2 separate regions of the Mus musculus genome follow, and region 2 is linked to region 1. Evidence: chromatin contacts called from public HiChIP or PLAC-seq data. All regions are on one chromosome and are shown on one strand. The core of a region is the stretch at or near the end of the contact, and the rest is flanking DNA. Distances in the headings are between cores, read along the strand shown. Region 1 has its middle 22 kb from the start of Gm40207. Region 2 holds the start of E130114P18Rik (RIKEN cDNA E130114P18 gene).

Evidence for each region. HiChIP or PLAC-seq counts read pairs in DNA pulled down with a chosen protein or histone mark.
Region 2: an H3K27ac HiChIP or PLAC-seq map of neural progenitor cells shows a contact between it and region 1, with 3 times the contacts expected there. The contact joins the promoter of E130114P18Rik here to the enhancer-like site in region 1. A contact is called at or near these places in 3 of 484 Hi-C or Micro-C datasets (cerebellum, muscle stem cells and stem cell-derived neural progenitor cells) and 4 of 115 datasets of contacts at active chromatin or transcription factors (embryonic forebrain, neural progenitor cells and stem cell-derived neural progenitor cells).

What each region holds. Positions count from the first base shown.
Region 1 is chr4:97,435,863-97,441,123 of GRCm38.p6, reverse strand. No RefSeq gene overlaps it. Among named protein-coding and RNA genes, the nearest start is that of Gm40207, 22 kb to the right of the region's middle. Within about 2 kb of position 1,628, at least 13 of the 459 cell types and tissues checked have an H3K27ac peak or open chromatin away from gene starts, as enhancers often do. A contact at or near this core is called in cerebellum and neural progenitor cells, where this site is marked.
Region 2 is chr4:97,581,584-97,586,691 of GRCm38.p6, reverse strand. E130114P18Rik (RIKEN cDNA E130114P18 gene) reads left to right here and starts at 2,101. Exons shown (of 3, transcript NR_015513.2): 1 at 2,101-2,144. It also overlaps a transcript of Nfia not described here.

The DNA of each region.
Region 1 (5,261 bases), core at 379-2,878:
GGATGACCTTGGCCAGTTTGCAAATCTCCAATTCCAGTCTACACCTGCTGTTAGAGCCAAATAGGATTGGGGAGCCCATCTTAAACTCTTGATTCTGTGCTAATATGACATCATGGATTTCTGGCTTATGTTCAACTTAGACTTTGTTACTTATTTTTCAAATAAAGCTAAAGCCTTGTTCTTCCCAGGCACAACTGCTTTAGCTCAGCCCTGGTTTCTCCCCAGTCTTTCTTCCTTCTGTTTTCTTTTATTATCCATTCATTTGCTGCTCAAACCTCTCCCAGTCTTTATTATGTCCTGCTTCTGAGGCTGAATGTCACCTTTAAAAGATGGTCATTCACAAGGTAAGACACCAGATGATTAGTTTTTTTTTCTTTGAACATTACTTTCTTCATTTGCAAAATGGAATTAATAAGCACTAACTCATGTAGCAAGTATGGAAAGTAACATGCCTAGCTTTCATCTAACCTTCTGTCCATCCAAAACTCACTCAGTCATTTGCAAACATTACTATAGTAGCTCACATGAACCAGGCCCAATGGTTGGCATTTGGAATCCATCACTGAACTCTAGACACTGTTGTCAAAGAGTTCAGATTCTATTGGAATGGGCAAAATAAAAGACAACTCAAAATGGATATGCAAGTGAGTGTGGTGATGGAGAGAGACATTGTCTGACTAGGAGACCGTTTCACAGCCATCTTCACAGTACTTAAGAATGTGTGGGAGGGCCACTGGGACTCTGCTCCTGAGTAGACAGCTGCTTTTGGATTTGAAGGAAAACTGATGATGGGCTGCAGGTGGGAGTGACAGACCAACCATAGCAGGGCATTAGCAGCAATGATTACTATTGTTTCCATCACTATCTTCTCTTTCAGTTTCTTTCTCATGCCCTCACCTATTTGGTTTTACCTTCAGACTTCTATTTTGTACCTTGTTCATCTTACAGTTTTAGAGGGATGGGACTTGTAACTATAGATCAGCTGGTAGCCACTTAAAACATTGTAGGTTTGTTTTTTTTAATATTTTCAGTTGCACTGGAGATCAAACCCAGGGCTGGCATATGTGAGTCAAATGCACTACCACTGATCTATTATCCTAAACCCCAGTTGGACTTTTTTAACCCCATGATTTACTTGAGAGAACATTTCCCAGTGGCTCCCTGGACATATGGAAGAGCTGTGGCTAGTTTGCAAACTGATGAGGGCTGTCCCAGTGAGATGGCACATGTCACAAGGCAGTTCCCTGGCCAATTTTCTGAGCTGTCTGGTTGGCCAAGTGGAAGCAGGCCAGCTACTCACAGTTAACTGTGATTCTGCCCTCCAACCCCCGACCATTTCATTTCAATCTCTTTGTTCCAAGCAACTGAAGAGCTAATGGCTGGCGAATTTATGATGACCTGTTGTTTGGCTTGTGGAATAAACCAATTCTTTTCCTTTCTGCGTTCTGACTTTCCCCTTTGTCTGCAATTTTATTTTATAATTCTTTTTGTACATATCCAACACATGCTGAGGTTATTGAAAAGCACAAATTACACAGAATTCAATTTGCATATCTATGGAGCATCCATTCCCAGAGTCCTCAGTAGGCAAAATGCCCATTGACTCTTACCTTCTTTCCTTTGCTCCTCCTTGGCAAGAAAACCAGCAGGCTGCCCCTTGCTGGTCTTGGCAGTCCTAGCAAATGGTCGTCAGGAGTGGTTCCGACAATTTTGCAACACAGGACAGCAGGCTGCACTTTGCAAAGTTACAGTCAGGTCAAGTCCCCCAGGAGCCTGAGAGGACAAGGTCAAGGAAGAAAGGCCAAACAACAACATCTTGAGACCAGTTTAGCACTGCTACTGCTGAGAAAGTTCAGACAGAGCTAACAGCATTAGGTATGAATCCTAATGCTGTTATTTGCTGAGTATTTGCTTTTATTTACTTTTCATTGAACTTCTTGAGATGGTTTTAGGTTCACATGAAGTTATAAAAACGAATGCAGAGGCCCAGGTATGATGGCATATGTCTATAATCCATGCTACATTGAGAGTGGGGAGCTGTCTCAGGAGTATTGCTATTTCAAGCTCAGCTTACACAGTAACTTCAAGGCCAACCTGAACTCTATGGCAAGACTACTTAAAAATAACAGTAAAGACATAATACAGAAGTTTAGGGACTGTCCATCCATCATTTGTTCTCAGGTTTTACCATTATTGTCTCATGTAACGGAGGTTGGCCTTGAAATAGTTATGTAACAAAGAATGACTGTAAAGTTCTAATCTTCCTACTTCTCCTTCCTGAATTCCTATAGTCCAGGTATACATCATAACATCTGATTTTACATAGCACTGATAATGTACAGGGCTTTGCACATTAGACAAGAATTCTAAGAACTGAGAAACACCACCAGACCACTTCTCATAGTGTTTTATAAGTTATTAAAATAGAACCCTGTAGTAGGCCTTGTACTAATTATATTTTTATATTTTTCTGGTATTCAGTGTCTTGCTGTTGGAAAGTTCCTTTCCTGTTTCTTTATTTTCCATTTCTTTCCCAACTTGTTTCTTTCCTCTTTCCCTTCCTTGGTTTTCTATCCATAAAGAAATGTGCACTGAATGTGTTCATAGGAGGTCTTTGCAGTTGTCTTTGATCATTTCCCAAGAGACCATTCCTTAGGAGTGAACATTTAGGGATGTATAGGCTTTATGGGTTTTGATAAAACACAAGCCATATTATTAAGAAGCAAAAGACGATTTCCATCAAGTTCTAGGAGACTGGGATGTATAGCATTGGCTATAGTCAGTAATCCCTGGGTGGTGGGATGTCTGTTAGATCCCTTATGCTCAATAACTCAAAAAGATGTAACCTATCCCTGGGTCTGGGGTGTTGTTTTGTTAGCATTTGATGTTTAGTTGAGATTTTATTGTCTCTCCATTATGTGTTGATTCCATTTAAATTCCCGTCGTACATGTATTTATTTTAGGAAACTTCTATAGTAGTGGATTTCTATATGACTTTTCAAAAGTCTTTAGTATTAGTTGTCCCTTTCCATATTACCCACTTCACCCTTCCATCTCATCCCCCTTTCCATTTTCCTTTATCATTTTCTACACTATATTCTATTTTTCATTATTTGGAATATACTCTCTCCCTCCCTGGATTCTTACAGCTACACAATCTCTGTGGATACTCTGGATAAAGCTTGAAACCTAATATTCCCACAAAAGGGAAACATGTAATATTTGTCTTTCTGAATCTGTGTTACAGTATTTAAGATGATTGTTTTTACATCTATATACTTACCTACAAATTTCCTTTTTCTTACCAGCTGAATAGTATTCCATTGTTTAAATGTATTTTATTTTCAATATATACTTATCAATGAAAGGTTATCTAGGGTAAGACCTAGCTAGTATTCAGAGGGGAATTGCCCCTCCCTACTATTTAAATAGAATATCAATATGTAATCTCAGCTGACTTTTACTAAGATCTATTCCTACTTCAGAATCATGAGTCCTAGGATTATAGGCCTATGCTATAATGCCTGATTATCAAAATGTAGACTTTTGGGATGCATAATAGATTTACCAAATTAAGATCTTTTTAGGTTCGTACCTAAACAACCAGTACTTCTAATCCACAGTGAGGCTTGAGAATCAGTCATGATTGAGTTTTAATTAAACTTGTGTTACTATGTGTTGACAGGACAATATGTCTAAAAAATAAAGAAATCTTCATGTGAAGTTAATTTGACCAATCAAGAAACAGATCCCCCACACTATTGAAGTCACTCTTGAGTAACTCGCTGTAAGGTTGTATAAATATTGAAGTGCACACAGAAAAGGGTAAACAGTTTTCATGGTGATTAGTATAGTTTAAGGAACTATGATATCACTACTTGAAACAGAAGGATAAACAGATGAATGAGTTGCTGAGATGAGATACCAAGATTTCCTTCTTAACTTCCCCCTGCAGGACCTGGCAGCACAGCTTGAAGACTTGGGGTAGAGAAACTCTTATGCTTAGAGAATTTCATCTCTAAGATGTCTGTGAGTAATATCTCCAGCATGAGAGATATTGGGAGATGGTGCATATTTCAACAGTCAGATTGTAGTTCTTTGATTTTGTCAGTTAGATAGCTACATGGTGCTAGAGAATTCTTAATAGAGACAACTAATGGTTAGAGTTTCACCTTGTTCATCATCTTCTTCGTCATTAGTCGTAGTGTTGGGTGGATAGCAAGATGAATCTGAGTCTTGACTCTATTATTCATTTCATGGTTGAAGTGAGTACTATTCATTTTGCTTCTATTTGAAACTAATCAGTTTGCTTCTTCTCATATATGCCATGGACATTGTAGTTGAGTAATAATTAAACATATGGTAATTATAAAGGATTGAGGCATACATGCTAGTGTTCAACAAATGCTTTTCTCTTACGTTTTATGAGTATCATGGCTGAGAATTTGGTGTGGTTTTCCAGGTACTCTTAGAAGATGCTACCGTTCTTCATTAACTTGTATTCAATGAACAATGAACAGGATAGATATGAGGTGATTTTTACTTTGTTAGATAAAGGATATATTGTCCTATTTATTTTCTAGTATATTTTGGTGGGCAAGGTTTTATGAAACTTCTATAATAGTAGCGGGGAAAGTTTGTTCTCTTTCTTCTTGGGAAAGAGTAGGGCCTTTCTACTGTGGATTTCTCCTCTACTTAGCAATAGCAGCTATCACCAGGTCACAAGTTCCCTAGCTAAACCTGCTGTTACTGAACTTGTTACAGAGATCTTGATTTTGGTACTTTGTGTTTGGCTCTTATATTAGTGGTTATTCTCCAGCTTATCAACACAGGTATTAAAACTGACTTTGTATGCACATTATTTTTATAGGAGTTCTAGTGCTCTATAGTACAGAAAGGTGATTATAGTTTATAATAGAGTACATTTATAAATAACTAAAACAATTCTTAAAGCCATGACTTTTCGGGTCATATGATTTTTCAGCAAGTTTAAAGTACCAGGCATGGATTCTCGCCTGTGGAATGGGATTCAAATACAACCGGAGAGCAACTGGCTACCTCCCTAAAAACTATATCACTGTTGCCCAAGCATGGACATCTTGATGTGTATGTCAGTACTGTGGTTCATAGGACTTACAGCTGGGTAAAACTGCTGGTTGGCATCTTTTCTTCTTTACAAGCTGGCTTTGCCACTTCCAACACTGTAACCTTGAAGTCTTTATGTATTGCAACCAAAGTGGGTGGTGTCTTTACCAATAAGG
Region 2 (5,108 bases), core at 852-3,351, 150 kb before region 1:
AAGGATACATTCTTAATGTATGTGGAAGAAAATAAAAAAGTCAACCCTACCACCTCATTTGGATTTTTCTTAGAATCTATTACTGAGAGAAAAAGAATGTTTTGAGGGCATAGAAACATCTGAGGTTGGTGGATATTCTTAGAAATGATATGGTTACATACAATGGTGGGTTGTAGTTAAAGTTGTTCATTTAATAATTAGCTCAGATCAGGCCAGTTTGCTGTATAAAGATATTTTAGAAGAGCATAAAAATGCATTAAATTCAAGGTCTATACATAGGTATTCCATGGACTTTCTAAAATTAGCCCAGTTACTGAGACTACCTTACACTTTATTATTTCCTGGTTCTCTTCGTTTTTGAATCTTTTCATTTATTACCATTTAAGCAATTTCCAATATTTCAGTCATTATGTTGAAAGGCTAGTGCCAATTCCTAGAAAAATCTTCACTAGGCAGTACCTTCAAAGGCACGCAGAAAACAGTCATTTGGAAAAGTTGCTCAGTTGACAATCATTTAAAAGTTGAAATGGGAAATGTGGCTCACAACATGAATTCAAGCAAGCACAGGCAAGAGGTTTCCATGAACCTGGAGCTTCGAGCCATTGTGGAAGTAGACTGCACATTGATGGCTTCTAATTGGTAAGCAGAATAAAGCAGGTTTCACAGAAACATGTTTTTACATGCATATTTAGAAAATAGATATTTATACTGCAAGGCATACCAGATCCTTCTTGCCCAAGCATGTTACTGTTAAAACAAGTTTGAGTTGTAAACAATTGGGTTAAACAACAATTATTGACTGAAAAATAATGTATTAATTTCTAAAAAGAAAAATTTGTCACAAAATAAGTGGTTGGGAATTTGACCTGAGTAACAGCTGGTTGCAGCATCACCCAGGACTTTTTTTTTTTTTTTTTGCTTTAGACATCATAAATCTTAAATTTGAATGATAGAAGAAAGACACGTGTATTTTTGAAATTCACAGACAAATTTTCCCATAATCAACCCTGTCCCCTTGTCGCTAACTTAGTGTGACCAGGAGAAGAATTATTCTGCCTTCGTTTTGAAGCTGTATGGGGAGAATGGAGGTGTTCTAAGAGAGGAGAGTCCCTTCTGGAGCATACGTATGCGTTTGAGGCATTTCAGATTCATTTGGAGCGAAGAAAAATTTTGCAAGTACTCTCTTTAGTTTTCTGTCGGAAAGTTTCAACTAGAGATGTCACAACACAGTGAGATGAAGTTGATACGCAATATCTATTTCTTGATTTACATGATTAAAGCATTAGAGAAGTGGCTCAGATATCAAAAGATTTCTCATAAGTGGCCGTGCCAAAGGTAATTACTGTTAGAATGTGCATGCTTGAACCCAGTTGCCTGTCAACCTCTCAGTTGTTTACAACTTGGTGGCTTTGAATAAAAGTTTTCATTACACGCTGGGGTAGCCCATGCACCTTCTTCTTTTTTTTTTTTTTTTCACCACTTTCATATAAAAACTATCTTTCTAATTTCTTATCTCCAATAGCCTTCGGGAAAGTGTTAACTTTTAATTTTAAGAAGTGATGCTGGAGATGTCCCATGTCAGTATTTTTCATCATAAAATAGCTGTTTTTTTTTTTTAAAGTGGAAGTAGTCTTTTAAAGACAATGCTAAAACTTATACCCATAAGAAATGTTGGTTACGTCATGCAAATGCTTTCCAGCTAGTTATTAGAAAGGGCACAAAACTCCACTGTAAGCCAGGGCAGTTATGGGGGGAGGGGAGGAAAAGGAAGGGGGAGAGGGCTTGTTATTCTTAATCTTTTATTGACTGGTTTCTTTTATCCTAGTGTGTCCTTATTATTTAGAAAAAAAAAATTAAAAAGTGACCCAGAGCTCCACCCATTTGCACCTAAATCCTGGAATAGGTGATGACCTCGTACAACCTGGCTCAGCACATGCCCCCAAACTAAAACAAACAAACTCATTTGCCATACAAATTGTTTACGATTCATTAAAAAGCAAAATTGCATATCCCGGAGCTGGCAGCTGAGGCCGAGTCTCCATGGGCGGAGGGGGCATTCACTGAGTTGCCTTTGTATGCCGGGAGGACCAAGCCGGAGGTTCCCACTATGAGCCTGGAGTCTGAGCAGCCAGATGACACAGGAGGTAATTTTTAAAGCTTTATTTGCCTTTAATGTGAAATTCAGATCTTGAACTGTCTTTTGCTAGAGGAACGATGTAAACCAGGAGTTTTCTTTTCCTTTTTTTTCACTTTGGAAAAATTGTTTGGGCTAGTAAGGTGGCGATCTTGTGGGTGAAGGAGTGAGGGCTATTCAAGGAGAGAGAACTAAAGAAATAAAATGTAAAATTTGTATTCTTTTCATTAGTTGTTTCATCCTTCAGAAAAGCTTTTCCTTAGTTTGCCACCAAAACTGGAAAATTTACATCAGAATTATTTGTAACTGGTAGGTCTAAAATTCTATGGTGTGCAATTGCCCTTAAGGGAACTAAAATTTTGATTTATTTCCTGTGGTATTTCCTACATCTTCTCTAAAGAGCTTGTAGATTTCTCACCCCTTATTCAAAGCAAAAATCAAGAGGCACTGAAGTCCCGAGAAACTTCTTTTCAGTATGCAGCCTAAACAGCAGCGTGTGAGCTTTCTGTATTGTTTATCTTGAGTCAAATGCATTGCTAAGTGTTCCCACCACTTTTATACACTATATTCCCTGTGGTAAAACATCTGCAAAATAATTTTAGATGAAGAGCAACTTCCAAGTAAACTTTACAGAAAAGAAATTACAGTTTTCCAAACTAGGAAAGAGAGAGAGAGAAAGAACGCGCTTGCTCTAGAGAAGCCTTTGGTGATATTTGCAAGAAATAAAAAAGATGACAGGATTTACCATTAACAGTCTATAAAATCTAGGACCGCCTAAGTACAGTAAGGGAAAAGAATGTTTTTCCCGAGAGCAGGTCCCCCCCCCCTTTTTTTCAAGCTTACAACTTAGCGTAGAAAATAATTGCCAATCTAATCAGTAAATTCATTTGTAGTGCTTAACAAGCTGTGTGAATCGAAGCAATATGACCATCTCATACAAGCAAACCTTGTTCTTGCTGGCAGAAAGTCTAATGGGAAAATAAATGCCTTGAATACGCTCAGGGTCGTAAGAGATAGAGGACTGCGAATCTCATTAGCCAAAAGCGCTCTGTGATACTGTTCTGTAGCCACTGGTAAAGTTTCAGACGTCTAGGTAAGAAATTACGAGAGAAAATAGACAAGTACACACATACCCACAACTACTTTTACTCAAGTCCTTGGAATGGACATACTGAGTCCCAGGCAGCAGCCGAATAGAATCCTGCAGTAGCTCACTTTTAAAAGTCTCAGTCTTCCGAATTCCTACGCCTTGCCAAAAGGATAGCACCATTTGTCCAGGAAGGGAGAGTGCTTTTTTCTGTAGATCGTACAGTGAACCATGCCCTGTTTTGAAATCCCAGTCCTCAGACTCCCCCTACAACATCACACACACTCTCCTTTTCTTAAACTGATATCTATGTGAAACGAGCTGAAGTTCACGGTCCAGTTAGGAACGGATAATACATTCATTGTCCTGGAAGCAAACTTTTTTTTTTTCTCACTCCCTGGATGAATTCACGCTTGCTGTAAGAATAATAATTACGGAAAACTAGGAATGCGGTGCTAACGAATTAATCCTTAACGGACACCACCCTAACGAGGACAGCAATGATTCTGGGACTCTCTTCCTCACAGGACAAGCGTCTCCTGTGACAATGAGCTATTGTCCATCCTCCCACTTCACCCCAACCCTTAGAGATCCCAGAAGTCAAAGGTTGTCTGGCCTGGTTGACCATGACATGTGAGTTAACTCGTTCTGCAGCTACAAGTTAGGAGTTCCTGAAACTTTCTTGTGCCCAGAGAAATGGAAAGAAAGGGTGTGTGGGTCCGTTCCACTCGAAGTTGGTGGTTCTTAGAGATGGAAGGTCTGCTCCGATATAAACAGATATGGAAAAGTTAGATGTCAGAGCTCTGGTCCCCTGAGGAAAATGACGAATGGAGCCTTAGAGTACTCTCACAGGTGACTTAAAGCATTCCAATTACTGGGACATGAAAGGGTTCTCACAGGCAGGGCTTGCATGCACCAGTCCAAGGTTTGATATGCATCCCTAGTAAAATCTCACAGCCAAGGAGAACCATGGACCCCATAGTTCTCAAAAATCAAAAGTGAGGAGGGTGTGAAGCTAGACAGAAGACGCGAAACCCAAGGGGCAGGGCAAACAGCTCTTTTTCTTTTAATCTGCAGACATCCATAGCTAAAATACAGAATTCCACCTTAAAACTTTGACAGTCTTAAAAATGTTTTTAATATTAAAAAAAAAAAACCCACACCAAATACCGTCCCATGGAAAACAAGGGCAAGCATTACTGGGAACTCCAGTTGCACAGTGGCAGAGAGAGGGAGGGTGGTAAGAGCAAGCAGTGCGAGGCAGCCTCACTGAAGAGTGTAAAAAATCAAATGTGAGTTTGATGAATGTGAGGTCTGGGACATTTTGTCAAAGAGGGAGGGAAAGTAGAAAAGGGGGGGGGGAGGAAAAAAAAAAGGCAGTCCCGGCTGCCAACTCACCATCCACCAAGTTCTGGCCGAGATGTCGTAGCAAAGCTGCCATTTGATGGAGCCGTCGGAAGCTTTCCCTGCCATTACGCTGTCAGCAAGCTTCATCTGATGCTAACTCACGGGAGATAAGACACCTAATTGAGAAAACATTTGCAGTGGCATGTGGGGCAACATGTAGTCCGGTCCATACCATATGGAATCATGGGTAAAAAAAAAATCTCCTTGACAATGAACCAATCTCTCCCAGACCCAGTGGCAAGGTGAAGTGGAGATGAGGAGTCTGCTGCTAGAACTGTCTTCCCTTCTCTCTCTTTAAAACAAGAGCCCACTGCTACACATCAAAGGGAGGTGGTTAAAATTAGGGCTTCATCACTCAGATGATTTTGGTCTGCAAGGTTTTTCCTTTCCTTCCAACAACCCCCCCCCCCCTTGCTTTTTTTTTTTTTAAGGAGAATAAAGAGATTTAATAGGACAAAGGCAGGTAGTGGACTGCGGAGG